Regions from separate parts of the Gasterosteus aculeatus genome. Here region 1 is linked to region 2. Evidence: chromatin contacts called from public Hi-C data. All regions are on one chromosome and are shown on one strand. Each heading gives the region's core, a stretch centred on a gene start, on an enhancer-like site or on the middle of the called end of the contact. The rest is flanking DNA. Distances are from core to core; before and after follow the strand shown. Region 1 holds the start of rtn4r (reticulon 4 receptor). Region 2 holds the start of hscb (HscB mitochondrial iron-sulfur cluster cochaperone).

Evidence for each region. A called contact is a pair of places that touch in the nucleus more often than the background predicts.
Region 1: a contact with region 2 is called in a Hi-C map of skeletal muscle, with 3 times the contacts expected there. The contact joins the promoter of rtn4r here to the promoter of hscb in region 2. A contact is called at or near these places in 2 of 6 Hi-C or Micro-C datasets (both in skeletal muscle).

The regions. Positions count from the first base shown.
Region 1 is chr13:19,829,604-19,835,173 of fGasAcu3.hap1.1, forward strand. It overlaps rtn4r (reticulon 4 receptor), which reads right to left and starts at 3,373. Exons shown (of 2, transcript XM_040196281.2): 1 at 2,791-3,373. The coding sequence starts at 2,812.
Region 2 is chr13:19,658,375-19,664,089 of fGasAcu3.hap1.1, forward strand. It overlaps hscb (HscB mitochondrial iron-sulfur cluster cochaperone), which reads left to right and starts at 3,121. Exons shown (of 6, transcript XM_078087526.1): 1 at 3,121-3,727; 2 at 3,831-3,927; 3 at 5,479-5,568; 4 at 5,710-5,715. The coding sequence starts at 3,363. It overlaps lrrc8ab (leucine rich repeat containing 8 VRAC subunit Ab), which reads right to left and starts at 3,119. Exons shown (of 5, transcript XR_005713887.2): 1 at 2,981-3,119; 2 at 2,237-2,402; 3 at 1-827.

The DNA of each region.
Region 1 (5,570 bases), core at 2,123-4,622, 170 kb after region 2:
TTCTGCAGTTTTCGGGTCATTGTCTCTAAATATTGTGACAGTAGAATAATAACCCACAGAGAGGATTACGGACCGCTAATCTGGGGGAATAGTCTATTCCATTTCTTCTGCTTTCTGTATTATTTCGCCCCTTAGCTTCCTCTGTATAAACAAATAGAATTTTACTCGTTTATCCACTTAGTTCCTCTGTCTTGCTGATTAGCGATGAAGGGCTGGGAGGCTGGGACATCCTCGAGCGGATGGATCCAAGGATATCTGAGCCCAGCATGCCTGTGTGTATCATTGGATGTTTGTGTGAGCACTGTACAAACAAATGCAGTGCTACTTGAAGGGCGCGTCCAATTAAAAGAAGCCCCCGAAGGAGCTTGCTCATCCTGAATATAGCAGATCCCCTCTCAGATAGCCTGGTGCAGTTTGTCGCAGTGAGCATGGTATTAATACCACACAGGCAATGTTGATCAAAATATTTACATCTTCATCCTGCAATCGATAAAATGTATGAATACAATGGCTCACAGGATCATGGGTAAGGATTAACATTTATATGGCCATATAATAAACAGAAAATAAATGCCTGAAAAAAACGTTGAAGACCCTTGATTTGGACAACTCAGAATCTCTATTGGTGAGCAGAAGAATTGTAAGGTATCATCTGCTCTTCTTGGAGCTGCTCGGGTCCGTGGGTCAGGTAATGAGGCTTATTAGTCTTCATAGCTAGAAAGGTTCTAGCTCAATAGCACTCTGTTGTCCAAGACTAGTGAAAATGGAATAATTGAGACCGGGGGGAATGCCACGGTCTTCAATTTAAGGCTGAATATTAAAAGCTAAGAAAACGCCAGAAATCTCAGCATCTACCAGAGCATCAAGGAGTCAGTCATATTGATCAAGATGTATTATCATAATTGTGTGCAGAAGTAACACATTCCACAGTTGTGGTAGCAGCACTAGAAAAAAAAATTGCTCTCGCTTTGCGGCACCATCTGTTACGGATGACATTCCGACACGTGATGAAAGACAATTTGAGCTGAAGCCCGTTAGTGCAACAGACGTGGAACGCATGATAACCGCCACGCTTCCCAATATCACGTGCATCCTCCATCTTCCTTTCCTCACACATTCCCACCAATTTATCCAAGTTGGGCTTGTTACGTTCGCAACAACAACAGATGCTGCATCTTGTGGCCTATTTCACTTTAAAGCATTAGTAAGTAGTATTTGGCAATGGCCCACCACAACCAAAGCAAAAGTTTAGCTAAATGAAGACCATTCATTGTGTAAAACCCTTGAAGAGAAAGCTTTCACTTCCACCATAGTAGGTTTTATCCATTAATCTGGGCTTGATTGGCTTTTCTTGGCAGACAGGCGGCAATGGCACGATCTCACAAGCAACAGCTTTCCCTCAAAGCCATTTCATCATGTGCTGACTGGGTGGAAAAAGAGTGTAAATTAAAGTCCCTCTTCACCCTGACACTTTAAACACAACACACCGACAGGCCATATTTTCCAAGCCAAATCAGAAGCCTTGAGGAGGGATACCAATTATAATTGCAGCAGGATACAAAAAAAAGACATAGGTGTGATGCTCAATCACACCAGTTGGATGATGAAAACCTTGCCGGAGGGTTTCTGAGGGACCCAGAGCCATTCGGCGGCGGTGGTGGGGCGTGCATTTAAATTCGCATCACCCTGTGACATATCAAAGAGAATACCCGAGTAGACGTGCCTCTTTTGATTTTAAATGCAAAGTTACACCGTAGGCCCACAATAATCTGCAGCTTTCCCACCATAATCCCGCAGTTTTAGCCCAGCAATGAACGACGTGAGGACCAGGCGGGAGCGTGCACAGCGCGTTGCATAAGCAGGCCCGCGCGCGTCCTGTGCGCTGGGGTGGGGCAGGGTGGAGACGATGAGGGTTTTCCAAGTTGGACGGTGCCTACATGCACTTACGTCTCATCGAGGCGGTGCTTATCACGCATCGCACGCCACGTCAGTGTTGTTATCTCTGCACTGCGTTATTTACACAACACAAGCGCAAGGCAAGCGTGCAGGAACACACGCGCTGGCATGCCAGGTGCTCCCTCCCTCCCCCCGAGCACCGTGCCGCCCCCACCTAACGCGCGCAGCGTGCCACTGCCAAGACACGCGATTCTTAGCCATTTCCGGCGGGAATGGAGGACCATTGTTGACCTCATTAGAATACCGCAGGCTAAAGTGAGCAATTCTCTCTCTCTCTCTCTCTCTTTTTGGCGGCACCCTGGCGGCTGGACGATACCTCCAAAAAGCACCAATTACGCGCCGAGCAGCCGGCGGTGGGAGAGGTTCCGTTGGACCATCTGCGGAGTTCAACGTAACCTCGTTCCCACGGCGCGCAAGACGTGCTGGTCGGATGCCCGCGGTTCAGTTGCAATGCCATGGGCAGCATATTGACCACCACCTACACCGCACACGGAGGGAGAGGGACACGCAGGAAAATATGCTCCGAATTATGACTCAATTAAGAGCCAGAGTCAAGGTCGTTCGGAGCCGCGATAACTGACACTGCTTTTTGGTACCGAAAATAAAAGTGCTGCTGTGTAGATCGGAGGTGTTTATCAGTCATCTACCAGCTCGACCAAACCCCGGAGGAGCCAGCAGAGCAAAGTCCAATTAGGACATCTGATGTATCTTTGGCTGTCTCTGTTCCCCACGGACCAGTGACACTGCTGTTAATTTAATCATTGCGCAGTGAGAATCCTCTTTTATGCCAGAAACTTTCCAAAGACGTATTATTATTTTGTGATGCGTACTCACCGTCAGTAATAACGGTCTTCATGATTTAGTTGTGGGTGGAATCCAGACGGTGTAAATCCAAGTCCGACGGATCCCAGCGTGCGCGGAGACGCGGATATCCGCTGTTTTATTGCAATCTGTGGGCAACTGCGAATCCAGCGGACGGCGGGAGACGGACCGCCTCTGCGCCCTTCAAACTTTAGCCGTAGGTCTTCCCGAGTGGGGAGCCAAGTCTCCGGCTGCACCCGAGCTCAGTCATTTGGACGAGGGATTCAAGAAAAGATTGTCAGCAAATAAACATCCAACATTAGGATCAGTAGACTCTCGACGCACCACTCGATACCCAGCCACCCACAACCCCACACCCCCCCACACCCTCCCTCCACCCCAAAAGAAAATTGCAGGACGCGCAGACAGAGCCTCAAAGTGTTAAGTGGAGAATCAATGGCAGAGGCGAAAAATTAGTATTGGATCCATGTTTTGAAAGCGCAGCACATATCCGATCACCTGTCTGTGTATTTCCCAACGAACACGGAGAAAAGAGTTGCGGATGCGCACGGAGGGCGGCCGCACTGCTGAGCGTCAGTGCGCGTTTACCACGGGGAAGTGCTACGGGGAGGGCGGGGCAGGGAGGTGCGCTTGGTGGGAGAGGAAGAGGGAGAGAGAGAGAGAGAGGAACGTTTTATTCACCCTGCAAAAGAGATGTGTATATTACATGTATATTCTTTTTTTTTTTTTTTTTTACATTTTGGGGGTAATTGTTTTTGTGTGGGGGAAGACGCGGGAGATTTTGCGCGTGTTTTGGACTCGGCTGTGTTTTCTGCCTGGCTTCATTAAAAAGCCAACACACATAAAATGTGGTGAAAACATACGGGAGTCTACATAAGTGATGGACTTTAACGATCAAGAGTAAATCTCAGACTTAATCACTTATTCAGACGGACATTTCTTGCAGCGCAGGGCTCCTTCTCTGATGAATGTTTGATGCGCCGGGGTTGGAGGTGGTGATGGTGGTGGGTGGAGGAAGGTCACGTGAGGGGAATCTATTTGGATCGGACACGGCCAGGCACGAACATGCATACGAGAAAAGCTCCCAGAAGACCGGAGAGCCTGGCTGCTGGTTGGACCGGCGCTCCCTCCCGGTGGGACACGCGCTCCCTCCCGGGGACACGACTGGACAATTTGGCTGCCTGATGTCGTAGGCGGAGTTGTTTTCAGTTCCGCTTACAGAAGAGACAGCAAAACACTTCAGATCCTAAACCTACCTGAGCCCAAAAATCATCTTTTTTTTTAATGACATGAATAGTTTTTTCATTGCAACCTTCTAAATTGATAACGTTTGGTCATTTGAAATGTTTTCTGTATAGTAATACTATTATTGTCCAACACAGGCAGACATTCCTCTCTGCATTTATGTGGAAAGTCTACGCGCCGCATTGCAATCCGACGTCAAACCTTCCGTTTTCCCTTCATTTTGATATGAAATCGGCGGCTTTTGTAAAGTAATTTGACTATTGCGCGATTGAGAAGAGCCGAAGAGCTGTTCGCCGTCTCTCTTATCAACTCGGCAGTATGCACGGTGTGCTTGATGCCCGGGAGGAACGGATCCACAGCAGCGTAGCCTGCTGATCCATCTGTAGGCACCACGCGCCCCCTGCCGGCCTCACGGAGCACATCTTCAGCACCATGGACAGAGACAGCTCACGTCCGGAAGGTGATTCCCTGCTCACCGACAGCAAGGCATCTAAACCAGTCAATGTGCACCGGAGAACGTTTGCCACATTTACCATGAGGAAACCTGGGATATTTCCACTTCTGTCACATATATGGGAAGGTCTCCCAATTGCAATCTTGCACACTTGGAGTAGCATCTTCTCAATGATTATCTTCGGGAGCAGGTGAATTGAAAACCACAGGTGGACGGTGTAGTCCGGTGAAATACGGGTATGAGTGGCAAGCTAATCCTGAGCTTACAACTGTCCCGATGTTGAATCATACCACGGGAATATGTCGGTGAACCAGTCACATGGTATTTGCTCACAGCGGAGGCCGCCGGGGCCAGATGGCCGGTAGAGACACGGTCCAAAGCTGCCGCGGCAACCTGCTGCGAAGGAGGTCACCCCGAGAGAATAGGAAACGCTGTCACCTTCCACGGTCATCTCTTTCTGTCCTGCTTCATCCGTGTGGGCCGACACGTGTGTGCGCATAATCCCGTCGTTCATCTGTATGCCCTTTGTTTGTATGCATTGCACCGTTGCAGGGAAAGTGCCTTTTGCTGTGTTGGATTTTCTCAGGCTTTTCTCAAGAGAGAAAAATAAAATAGGAATGCTTTTATCGCCACTAACGTAGGCAACATTCATACATGTTATTTATATTAAGAATATAGTAAATATATTCCTGAATAACCAGGTTATGTAGATGAAATATATTTCTTCTGTGTTAGGAACTGATTGAAACAGAAACGGAGTAGCTATAACAAATATGTATTTATTAAGTCTGTTTTATCATTAACGCCAAATCTGCCCTCTGAAATACATTCCCCGAGTTCCTGAATATATTCCCAATTAGAAAAAACATGAATTTGACTCACTAGTTAAGATGTCTGCCTTGTGCCAGGAAGTGAAAGGTAAACCGTGACTGATTACTGTACCCACCCCAGCTCATTACACAGAAGCGCCACTCACTCCAAAGTCCTCCGCTCATTCCATTAGAGTATTTCACAATCATATGCGGCGGCAAGTGAAAAGGACAAAGGTAAATTGTCACGGGAGCTTTGAGGCCGGGGGCCTTCGCGCGGGCGA
Region 2 (5,715 bases), core at 1,871-4,370:
TATCATGCACGTAATACCCTGTGTAGCAGATGATAAAGATGAATTTGATGACTTTGATAATAGTCTGACGTATGTACAGCCTGTACACGATGTCCCCTTCTTCGACGTGTATCCGGAACTTTTTGACCTTTTCAAACAGGGCCTTCGCCTGCTCCCCCTCTTTCTTGTCCAGGACGCCCGTTTCCGTCCGATCCACGATGCCCTGCTCGAAGCGCGTCTTTGTCCTCTGCAGCATGGGGACGCTCGCCTCGACGTCCTCGCTGACGACGGACGCCTTGTGGTCCATCGAGCCGTTCATTTTCATCGGCTTCGGGTCGCTCTCTTCGACCACCGTCTCCGACAGCGCCCGCGTCGTCCACGGGGAGTCGAAGCATTTCAGCAGGATGGACACAAAGTGCTCTAGTTTGGAACTAGTCCGCGGGAACTTGAACCAAAAGTTGCTGCAAGCGAGGAAAATGAGGGTGTGAAGTAACACTAGGTACGGGAAATACTTGGCGAACCAGTGCAACCTATTCTCATAGCACACAGCGTCCACATAGTTGTACTGGTGGCGGTCCAGATCATACTGGATCCCCTTGGGCTGCATGTACAACGGATTTATGAGGGTGGAATTGACGTTCTTCCTGCAGGTGTTGTTGACCACCCATTTGCACGGCAGGCAGATCATCTTGTCCTGGGTGACCTGCAGCGTGCCGCCGAACACGGAGATCATGAGCATAACGATGGAGATGTAGTCGGTGAACACGTCCCACCATGGTTTCAGGATTCGGTACGCCGGCTGCGTGTCCACAAAGTACCGCAGCTCAGTGATGGGGATCATGGTTTATCTGTGAGGGGGGGAAAGAAATCACACAACGTCGTGTTCGTAATGGAGCACAGTGATGTCCTAAGTTATATGGAACTTGTTAAAGCTTAAAGACAAATATTGCTTTTTTTTCCCCAATTAGAAAAACACAAATAACTCACTTCGCCTTTGCCTCTGATCCCTGAACAGCCTTCACATAATCCACAACCGAATACCCAGCCCCAAATATCACTAGTACACTGCTCACAAAAAAAGGTCAAAAACAAGAAGATTTTAGTAGATTTTAGTAGAATTGCAGATAAGAGTAATACAATAGATGCACGCTTCCTGTGACAAAGAACCGCCTGATTGACTTTTCTGTGTGATCTATCGTGTTATTGATTCAACTGTTGTTACACAGGCGTGATTAATCTTGTTTTGAGAAAGGGTTCCAACTGGACCCAGCATTTCAAATGTTAAGGGCCCAAATGGATGAGAAAGAAAGCACGTCCATTCAATCCCTTTCAGAATTAATAAATCCCTTTTATTGTCTGATGCGTTGTTACTGGTGCCGATGCTGAGTCAGTGTCATCGACGGATGTTTATAATTATATTTCCGTTTGATCATTTCATACGTTAACAAATTAGAGTTTATGTTTGAAAAAATACAAAATGTAACAAAGGATTTGTTGCCCGATACTAATTAGGAGAAAGTCTTCAGGCTCACATCTACACATGGCAAACGGCTACCGAGTACCACTTAAAACCGCACAAAACACATTTGAAAATAGCTCTACTTACGAATCCGAAAACGTTGAGCAAAACAAGCCTACATAAGCAGCGGAGAGCGATCCAGGACTACTCCTCTGCTGCTGCACAGATAAAGCACTGGAAATCAACACTCAGCCAGTGTGTGTGTGTGACACACCCATGTGAGCTCGAGAAGCCACTCTTCTAACGATGATGTTTCGTTCTGGCTCGTTTAACCCAAACAACATGACCGCCAGAGGAGCCACCTCGCTCCCCTGCTCTCTATTCTTAGCCGTTTCCGTTAATAATACCCAGCGTATTGTCTGTGGGAGCCTTGAGAAGCACCTCCCTCGGCCTTCAGGACCAGATCCTGTTTACCTTGTAGAAACTGCTGTCTCCGACCAGTGTCTCTCTCTGGAATACACTACCGTCACCTTTTGCACCTCCGCCCCCAAAACCCCCCCACCACCTACAAACACGCAACATGAGTCAGGACTTGGCATTCACTGGAGCTCGTCCTTTTGACAGGAAACTGTAGAGACAAGGACTGAAGACGCCCAGTCTGATCTTTTGAACCAAATAGGCATATTTACACTGGCCCCAGATCAGAGGAACTTGTGCAACTGTTCAATGGGATGCAGCCCGGTGAGGGCAGATGATGTGGCAGCACAACACGGCACATTCAGTCAATGAAATACTTACCAGGGTTTGCAGGTGTTATCTGGGTTCCAGCGCTCGGTGAAGACCCTGGTGGACAAGCCACTCTGCGTGTGACCAAAACTCCTCATCGACCATCGCCTTGGTCGTCGCAATAGGGTTAGTTAATGAGGTCCCAGCTGATCGCCGACACGCTTGGGAGGGACATCTTCTGCAACAAAAAGCGTTAAAGCTCGCATGCGTATATTTTAATTTAAAAAGTTATGTCCCAACAACACTATTTGGCAATAAAAGGGCTGTGGCTTTACGGGCTACTGCTCCTCACACAAGGTGATTTAATACATCGAGCCAGACTTGATCGTGTCGTCAGATTCACGAAACGTTGGGAAAGTAGCCGGCTAGTTTGGATGGAGGCTCCGCGGACCAGTCCCAGCTGGTTGCGTTAGCATGGAATGTCTTTGTCAGCCGGCTAGCTCCGTTAGCTGAGCAAGCACTTCTCAGCGGAAAGTTAAGGCGGAGTGTTTTATTCATATTAATGCCATTAAGTGACCTCAAATGGTATTTTAAAGGAAGCCACTTGGTGGCTGACAACGAGCCAACAAGAGATATCACTTTTTTTCTGAAATAACACGTTAGCAAACTAAGCTAGGCTGAGGTTAGCCCACGAGCTAACCTGGCAACGTACTGACAATTGATTCTTTTTAAGTTTACATCCTCTCAAACGTTGTAGTGCACGTGTCAGCGATACGTTTATAGCGTGTATTAAAGACCTCGCAACGTTGAACTTACTACGTTTGCCGTGGCGCGATCAAATCCAACGCTACATTATTTGATTATCCGTTAAGTTATTGCGTTGGCTGTTTCTTGCGGCTGCGCGTGCTAGCTGTTGTTGCTCGCCGCTGTTGCTAGCCTCCTCCCCCCCCTCCCCTCCCCTCCCCGCACTCAGAGACGTTCCCCCGCTGCGCCGCCATGACGACGGGTGGCAGTGTGGCGCGAGAACACGGATACGCAGACACAGAACGCACTTCCTCCCGTTTCTGGAGGAGAAATTAACATGTTTTGACAGGAAGGACTCGCTGAGCTTTGAGTGTTCGCTGACACCATTACAGCACCGCGAGTGGTGTATTTTATATATATATATATGTATATATATATATATATTTTTTAAGAAATGTTGTCGTTGAAGACGTTGCGCACTTTGTGCTCATCGGGGGCTTTACTGCACCACGGCCGCCTCGCGACGAGGCGACAGACCGCTTATACGACTGTTACATGTCGGACGCGTTGCATGAGCAGCATCCCCGTGAAGGACACACGGCACAGCTGCCTGAAGCTCGAAGCGCGGGGGAGGGAAAGGAAGCTCATCGACTCCACGACTCCGGCCAGTTCCCACAGGAGCTTCTGCACAGGTCAAGTCCAAGTGCGCTGCTGGAAGTGCGAACAGCCGCTCGATGCAAATCCCGCCTTCTTCTGTACGTCATGCAACGTCATCCAGCCCCCGGAAGAAGATGCGTCCTACTTTAAAACGATGGATTGGTAAGTATCACTCTGTATTTATGATTTCCCCGCTGCCATCGGTGTGTAACTGTGAGCCGCGACATGACGTCACCCCCGCGTTGTGTTTGCCTGTTTTTTTCAGCGACTTCACGTTCTCGGTGGACACACAGAAGCTGCAGAGAAGATACCTGCAGCTCCAGCGGGCTCTACATCCAGACAACTTCAGCCAGAAGTCTGTGGTAGGCAGGAGATGTGGGCGGGAACCAGAATGCACATCAGTCCAGTTACATCTGTTAGTCCAGGTGTGACCCGTGACAGGGGAGTTGGACACCTTATTTGACCACGTGACATTTGGTGATGTCCTTATGAGACGCTGACAGTTAGGCCATGAAGCAGCTTAGCCTATAATTTGCAACGGGTCGTGCAAGTTCAAGGAATCGCAAATGAGATGAAAGCATTGAGATCAATATAAATAAGTACCAGGTTGGTACCTGGTTTAAACTTTGCCTTTCCTGCTATGTGAAGATGTCCACTGGGAAAAGGTCTTGGCCAAATAAATATGAAGTTCTATGAAAGAGAATAAGTAAAATAATATAATCCAAGATAGAAAGTCCTTTGCCTTCTTATACACGATTGGTGGACACAAAGGTTGCATTAGAAAAATCTGGTTTACGGTATACATTAAAACACATTGTTTTAAGAATCTAAAAGGCGTTACAAGAGAACATTTAAGTAATTTGATTGTCTAATGTGGTCCAATGCCTATGCCTTTTATATTCTACATATACTTCATTATCCTGTGCCCTGTCTAATGCCCGAAGTTGGCTGGGATAGACTCCAGCCCCCCCCGCGACCCTGTCTGCAGGATTAGCGGTTTGACGATGGATGGATGTACTTCATTATCCCTGCTGTGGGGGCAATGGTTTCCCACCCATTGGTCAGAGGAGAAAAATGACAGATATATTTGTTGCAGAATTCAGAACTTCATTTTGTTATTAATTAATCACCAAATGATATTCTTGAGTAAAAATGCTAAATTCAAAATTTAGAACATATTTTTTTGCCTCCGTGGCTTTTGCTGAGCCAGCAGTTGGCAGCTGAAGGCCACGTGTTAGAAACTATAGGAAGGGCAGTTTAAAGACACAGAGGATGTAACCACTGATTAGTGCAGCTATAAATATCTTTCACGGAAAGAAATAAGATATAGTTTATTTATAAAGTAGTAAAACCGCTGACTCTTTACCCCCTCGTGCATCATTAAAAAAGAAATTGACAGTTAGTTTGGATGACTAAGCATTATTTAGTCACCCAAGGGAGGAAGAGGAGGAGGAGTGTTGCATCGCAGGTAATTTATTTCGTGCAGCACGCAGAATGTTGTCGTTATACGGTATGAAAGCTTGACTCACATTGAGCGAGAGAGGGAAGCTAATGTAAAACGCTTTCTTCACAAACAACCTGTCCGACATTGTTCACGCTCCGTTTTATTCATCAGCACCTCTGGCCATTTATCCGTAATTAGACAACCCCCCCTCCCTCCCCCGAGCTCCTCATCGTGTAAAGAAAACTCATTACTTATACGAGGCCACAAGGCAGCCGCCTCCCGCGCCGCTTGTTGTTGCAGGAACAGATCCACACGACCTTGAGACGGGTGATTTTCACACGAGCTGACAGTCCTGAGAACTGTACTCAGGTCTGTGAATACGCGAGCGCGGCAGCACGTTGGGTTTCCCGACGCGTGACTATGGAGCGCGCGCTGTCGGAAGCGACCATAACGTCTCTCTCTTTCGCAGACGGAACAGGAGTATTCAGAAAGCCACTCGGCTCTCGTGAACAAAGCATACCAGACTCTGCTTAAGCCTTTGAGTCGTGGTCTTTATATGGTGAGTGTGAAATCTCTTGACAGTTGATTTACATGAACGCCGGCACGCGGCGTGTCTTGACGGCTTCTTCCACCGGCTGCCGGTCCAAAGTAGTAAACGAGCGCTTCGAAGTTTCTGACGGACCCCCGTCCTGCGTTTCAGCTGGAG